Linked DNA regions of Mus musculus: region 1 is linked to region 2. Evidence: chromatin contacts called from public Hi-C data. All regions are on one chromosome and are shown on one strand. Each heading gives the region's core, a stretch centred on a gene start, on an enhancer-like site or on the middle of the called end of the contact. The rest is flanking DNA. Distances are from core to core; before and after follow the strand shown. Region 1 holds the start of Ces1g (carboxylesterase 1G). Region 2 holds the start of Ces1f (carboxylesterase 1F).

The links. Hi-C and Micro-C count contacts between places; a contact is called where the count stands out from the background.
Region 1: a Hi-C map of liver shows a contact between it and region 2, with 3 times the contacts expected there. The contact joins the promoter of Ces1g here to the promoter of Ces1f in region 2. A contact is called at or near these places in 2 of 39 promoter capture datasets (both in liver), 6 of 484 Hi-C or Micro-C datasets (all in liver), 5 of 115 datasets of contacts at active chromatin or transcription factors (embryonic stem cells, hepatocytes, intestinal villus epithelium and 2 more) and 3 of 9 other capture datasets (adipose tissue, liver and pancreatic islet).

The regions. Positions count from the first base shown.
Region 1 is chr8:93,335,617-93,338,541 of GRCm38.p6, reverse strand. It overlaps Ces1g (carboxylesterase 1G), which reads left to right and starts at 1,333. Exons shown (of 14, transcript NM_021456.4): 1 at 1,333-1,439. The coding sequence starts at 1,388.
Region 2 is chr8:93,278,437-93,281,407 of GRCm38.p6, reverse strand. It overlaps Ces1f (carboxylesterase 1F), which reads left to right and starts at 1,672. Exons shown (of 14, transcript NM_144930.2): 1 at 1,672-1,759. The coding sequence starts at 1,708.

The DNA of each region.
Region 1 (2,925 bases), core at 84-2,583, 57 kb before region 2:
AGATACCCTGCATTTCTCTTTTGCAACATTGCTTGATTAACTTCCTGCTGACTTCATCTCATTGTAAGATTGTTTCTGCTGGCTCTATCTGATTTCTCTCCCAGGGATAGTATATAAGATGCTATACTTCTTAGTAAATTTGCTTGGCATAACCCACTGCTTGTGTAAGATTTCTTAAGCCCATCTTTTCTATCTCCTTAACTCTGACACCCTGCACCTTGTTTCTCAGGACTCTATCATTCAGGAATGAATTGCTGGCCTAGGTCAGAAACCCACATGGCACAAAAGCTCAGAGGTTAGCCAGCTGGGAGGAGAACAGGGATAAACAAGAAGGGTGTGCGAGGGCAAAGTGGGAGGAGGACAAAAAAGGAAATAAATTTAAGGCATATTTATGAAAGTGCCACAATACTGCCTACAAATGATTTTAAAGAAGATACTGTAGACCCTTAGGCAGAACAGAACCCCAAACACATAGCTAAATTAGAAAATGATGCTGCACATGTTGCCTTGGTTACATGAGTGTGGGGCAGTTTAGTCTCTCACTGAAGAAAACTACATTCACAGATATCTGGGGGTGGGGGTGAGGGTGGTAATAGAGTGCTAGGCTTGCAGTTTTCCTTTCCCATTTTCTTTCCTGTAGAAGGAAATGCTAGTCATTGTGGTTAATGTTTGAATAATGGACGGATAATGAATAGGCAGATAATTAGACTATGGAGGGATACCTACTATGGGGAGAAACTGTCTCCAAACCCCTGTTCTTTAAAATAGTGATCTCTCTGACCTTAGAGTAGAGTAGAAGAAGACAGAGCACTTGATAGGAGTATTGTAAGGGCAGTATTTAGACATCAGCAGACCCTGGATAAAGTATAAAGACCAACCATGGGTCTAGAACTCAAGGAAGCACAAGCCCAGGGATGCCAAGAGATGTATTCAGATCATGGATCTGAGATGTTTGGAGGTTTTGATTTGTTCTAAAATTTATCATTGTTTACTGGAGATGTCAAATCAAAGCTTTTCCCTGTCTGAAGGCCTGCTGTGCTACTCTCTGCCTTTGGGAGGCCGACAGAACACTGAGGTTTGAATTCCAAAGGGGAGAAACATTATGTAAGATGTTCCTTGGTTAGTTTATGGACCTCTGTTATCTGAGAGCTGTCCAATGGCTGGTCAAATAAGAGAGAGAGTTTGTTTAAACTCTAGGTCGGTGTGACTAAGAAGTCCCATTAGGCGCCCAGAGAGCTCTCAGTCAGGAATTTTCATTTGGTGATTCTATGCAAATTGGCTTAGTGGGCAGGATTTCAGGCATGAGTTTATAGCTGTGGGGCAGGATCAGTGCATTATCTCCACCACCAGACACCTCACTAGACCCCAGAGCTGCTATTCTTCCATGATGTGGCTCTGTGCTTTGAGTCTGATCTCTCTCACTGCTTGCTTGAGTCTGGGTGAGTACTTCCGGGTGCACATTTGAAATTCTTTGTCCTGGGCCTTGGTGAATGCAGATGCATTCAGGAAAATTAAAAACAGATCCCATTTCTTAGAGGTGTTCATCCGCCAGACATGGACAGAATACACCAGTTACTCTAAGCTGAGGGCTTTGGAGTTTTATGTCCTTGAGTGAGGAATTTAATTTTGCCGTGCCTGCTTCTTCCCCATTGGGTTGCAGTCCAGTGTGAAATGAACAATTTTCTGTAACACTCTGAATACCGGCTGGTCTAGGGGATATTATATATATATATATATGTGCTTTAAAGTAGAGTATATCCATAGGAAGTTTGACTTGTAGAATTAGCCAAGAACTGTTGAGCATTGAAAAGGTAATTTCTTCCTGAAAATTTCCCGAAAAGGGGTGGGGCAAAGCAACGAAGTTATGGCAGAGGGAGATGCACTGGGTTATTAAGAAGGCTGAGGCAGAATGGAAGCTGCTGTCAAAGGTCTTTGTCATGGTTTACCCTGGAAAGAAGAGGGGAGACAGGGGACAGTGATGTAGCCTTTCCTAGTTGGGATAATTTCAGAGAATTTGAAGATTTAGAAGTTAGTCTATAAATTTCTGATATACATCTCCAGATCATTGCGTAACTCTTTCCTCTCATTATAGAAGTGTCTACTATAGCATAGAATCTTGGAAGTCACACAAAATAGCAATGCTGTTACCTATGGACATTTTAACACATATGTGTCTCAGGAAAGATACCTCATTGTGTCTGGTAACCTAAAAGCAAAGAGACTAAGCATAGGGCTTTCCTCAGTGCATGGCATGATTTTTTTATAACACTGTTTATAGCACTATCAGCTACTCTTGATAACAGACACTCTCAAAACTATGGTGGGCTTGTTGCATTGTTAAATCATTGGCCTTGAAGGAAAAACATCTCAAATAAAACATACCTTAAGTCAGAGATCCACAGCAGGCAGAAAGAGAACAAATGAGAAGCTGTGGGGAGATGAGGGAAAGACTTCACAGAGCAAGAATAGAGCTGAGGCAGTAGTTATGCAAAAGTCCAATACCCAAATTTTCTCCCTCTGCATGATCATGCTTAATGTTATGACTCGCCTCTTCTAGAACCTGAGTGATCCCATAGCTATTTATTGTGATTATTTACCCACTACATAAAGCTCCTTAACTAGGTATTTGGTATCCTTCTTTACACATCCCCAATAACACAGGATTATAATCTCTCCCCTTGGACTGACCTGGTCATATTCATATGCCATTTTCTTTTCCCAGAAGTGCCTTGCATGGTGCTGTCTCTAGCCCTCTGTGCTCCATGCTTATTCTTCATTTACTCTCATTTTGTCATCTCCCTGCTCTTCTCTGAGTCTGATGTTCTCAATGATGACACCAGCCAAAAGGCCTCATTCATTCTAATTTCTGTATCTCTCTTTTCCTTCTCGAAAGTCCCAACCTCTTTATTATCTGAAGAAAGTGTG
Region 2 (2,971 bases), core at 423-2,922:
TAAATAAATAGGAATCATACAACCCAGCAGGTTCTAGCAGGTTAAAAAAAGATGCATAGTGAGCTACACATCGCTGCCGACTTAGCACGTTTCCATCACGCCTCAGACAAATGCAAAACCCAAATGCAGGCTCCCCAGCCTTGGCAGCTCTCCATTGCCCCTTCATCTCCTTTCCCTCAGCAACCAGCCCTCATTGTTCATCTTTATGTTCTGGAACCTTCACGCAACTGGAAGCCTAAAGCCTATTAGCTTCATGACTGGCTTCTTTTATTTTTCATAATTTCAAGTTATGGCAGCACCTGCTCTTACAAACAATATTCAGTGAGGGACACAGGTGACCAATTTATTTATTGTTCAGTTCATGAACATTTATTTGGGCTGTTTCTGCCCCTTAAAATATTAGAAATAAATGCTCTTTGTACAGATAGTTTTTTACTGCTCATGGTTTTAATTATTGTAGGTATGTTAGTAGGACTGGAACTCTCTGCCTAGCTATCAGAGAAACTAAGTCTTTAAACTAAGTGATAATCTATAACTTGTGTTTTCCTCTCCTGAGCTGATCCTCTCTATTTCCTGATCACACAGTGATGCCCACAGCTACTTTGAGTGGAGCTATGGCATTTGCTTAGCCAGCTGTACCAGACTGTATTCAACCAAAGCACTGTCCTAAGGCATTTGATGGTCCTAGGAAGGGGATCTCAGCAGCTTCCTTCAATAGCACCTTGTGAAAGACCCTCTCCCAAGTGCATGCTTATACCGTAGCCCCATGGTTTGCAGCTTGGACACATATGCCAGACTCTTCCTGACCTCACATCTGTTCTGGTTAATATTCAAAGTATTCCTGGATCAATGGGCAGGTAGGTGGTAAAAGCCAAGGATTTTGAAATGGAGTTGAATTATTATAAGAAAGATCTATACCTAAAGTTCTGCCCTGAACTGAGTGAGTTCCCAAACTTGGTTGCATGTGGCCCAAGATAGGGCCACTTGGCAAGATGACTATACAAATAATCTAAACTTCTCCAAGGAGGGTAGTTGAAGCTTAACGTTGTTACCAAACACAAGAGTCCAAAATGCTAGAAAAGGGAGGCAGAGACATGTGCCCTGATCTCCCTGGTGAACAGCTGTGGAGCTGTGAATTTCTCTAAAAAATTTCAGCCTGTTATAAGAATCCCCCCACCTCACTAAAGCTTTTCACTGCCTGGAGGTATTTGCTTGACTTTGAGATCTCCTGGCACTCTGAAGCGAGAGTGTTACAAGGAAAAATATTTATGAAAGAAGTGGGAGGGAGTGGGTAGGGGAGCAGGGTGGGGGGAGAGTATAGGGGACTTTTGGAATAGCATTTGAAATGTAAATGAAGAAAATATCTAATAAAAAGTTTTTTTTTTTAAAAGAAGCTGTTGATCTGTCATCTGAGAGTTTCATACTAATTGTTTATATATAAGACAGCTAATGCTGGGTGCATGAGTGTTCAGATAAAGCAGGGTAAACTTGGAAGAGCTGTGGCTAAGGAAGAGAAAGAGGTGTTTGTGTGTGTGTGTGTGTGTGTGTGTGTGTGTGTGTGTGTGTGTGTGTAGTTCTGTATTGTGTAATTGGGCTCTGTGGGCAGGACTCCTGGGAGGTTCCCAGGATGTGGGCAGGACCTTACACACCCCTTCCTTGTGGATCAGAGTTAGAAGGTCCATTGACTTGGGAGCCTGTCCATGCAAGATGTTCCTTAGCACTCTGTTCCTGGTGTCTCTAGCAACCTGTGTGATTTGCGGTGAGTACTTTTGAAATACAAATTTGTGGGGGACACAAAGAGTAGCAGGGTTGTGCATAGAGCACAGACAAGACAGATTTAGTTCTGCAGGAGAACTCACTCTCCAGACTTGGATTTGCCTCTAAGTGGCCTACACCATGGTGCAGGACACTCTGAGATCAAGAGACACTAAAATCCCTGAGTCCCTGCAGCACACTTAGGTACAGAGGACGAAGAGCCAACTCCAGCACAAGAGGAATCAAGACAGGTTGGTTCCCTTACTTCACTGGACTATAGAGGATTAGTTGGTTTCATTTCTAAAGCTTTTTAGGTACACTTGCAATAGGATGCCCCTTCATGCCTTTACATGTAGTGGGTCCTCCATTATTAATACATAATACATAAATATAGGATGTACTAATAGAAAATACACAGTATGGTCAAGCTAGCACATCAGGACCAAATAGTCATTGAAAAACCACTTTGTTGTTCATTTTCCCCAAGAAGAAAGTCATAGTACTAAGGTAGGGGGGACAGGACGTGCCAGGTCAGTGAGGAGGCTCAGGCTGGGGAGCCTGTAGCAAATGCCTCTTTTGTTAGCATTTCAAGGAACTTTAGGGAACAGTGCACATCTCAAGTGTCTGGTACCAGGTTCAGGGTAATGAGGGCAGATGGACAGGCAGACAGTAGTCCATGCTATCATAAAGGAGATGTTTAGTTAGGGTCATGCCTCTGAAATTGATAGACTCTGAGAGAGACAGTTCCCAAGAGTCATGATAGCCTCCTAAACATCAGATACATGAGTTAAATTCATGGTAAATATGTGGTTATAGCATTGATTTCAATGTATATCTGTGCCATTAATAGGTGGCCTGTAAAAACTGGTATGTTCTTCCAAGTTTATCTGGCAAATCATGTCCAGGGCTGTCTCTAGCACTTAAATACAGAGCCAGTACTCAGCAATCAATCCCTTAAATGCCTCACCCTGTGTGGACAGGTGACGTTGAGAGAGGCCTGGAACTGAAGGACCCAGATTTGAAGCAGAACATGCCTTTGCTGCTGGTTACCCTGGCAACGGCATACTCTCCATTTTTAGGAACTCCACACAGGATTGATTCTTCCAAGTTAAATAGACACACCAATAGTTACCTAGAAAGACGATATTGTTATGAATTCAAGAAACTGGGATGTACCTCTGGTATACAGTAGGCATTACATGTGTGTGCAATGTTG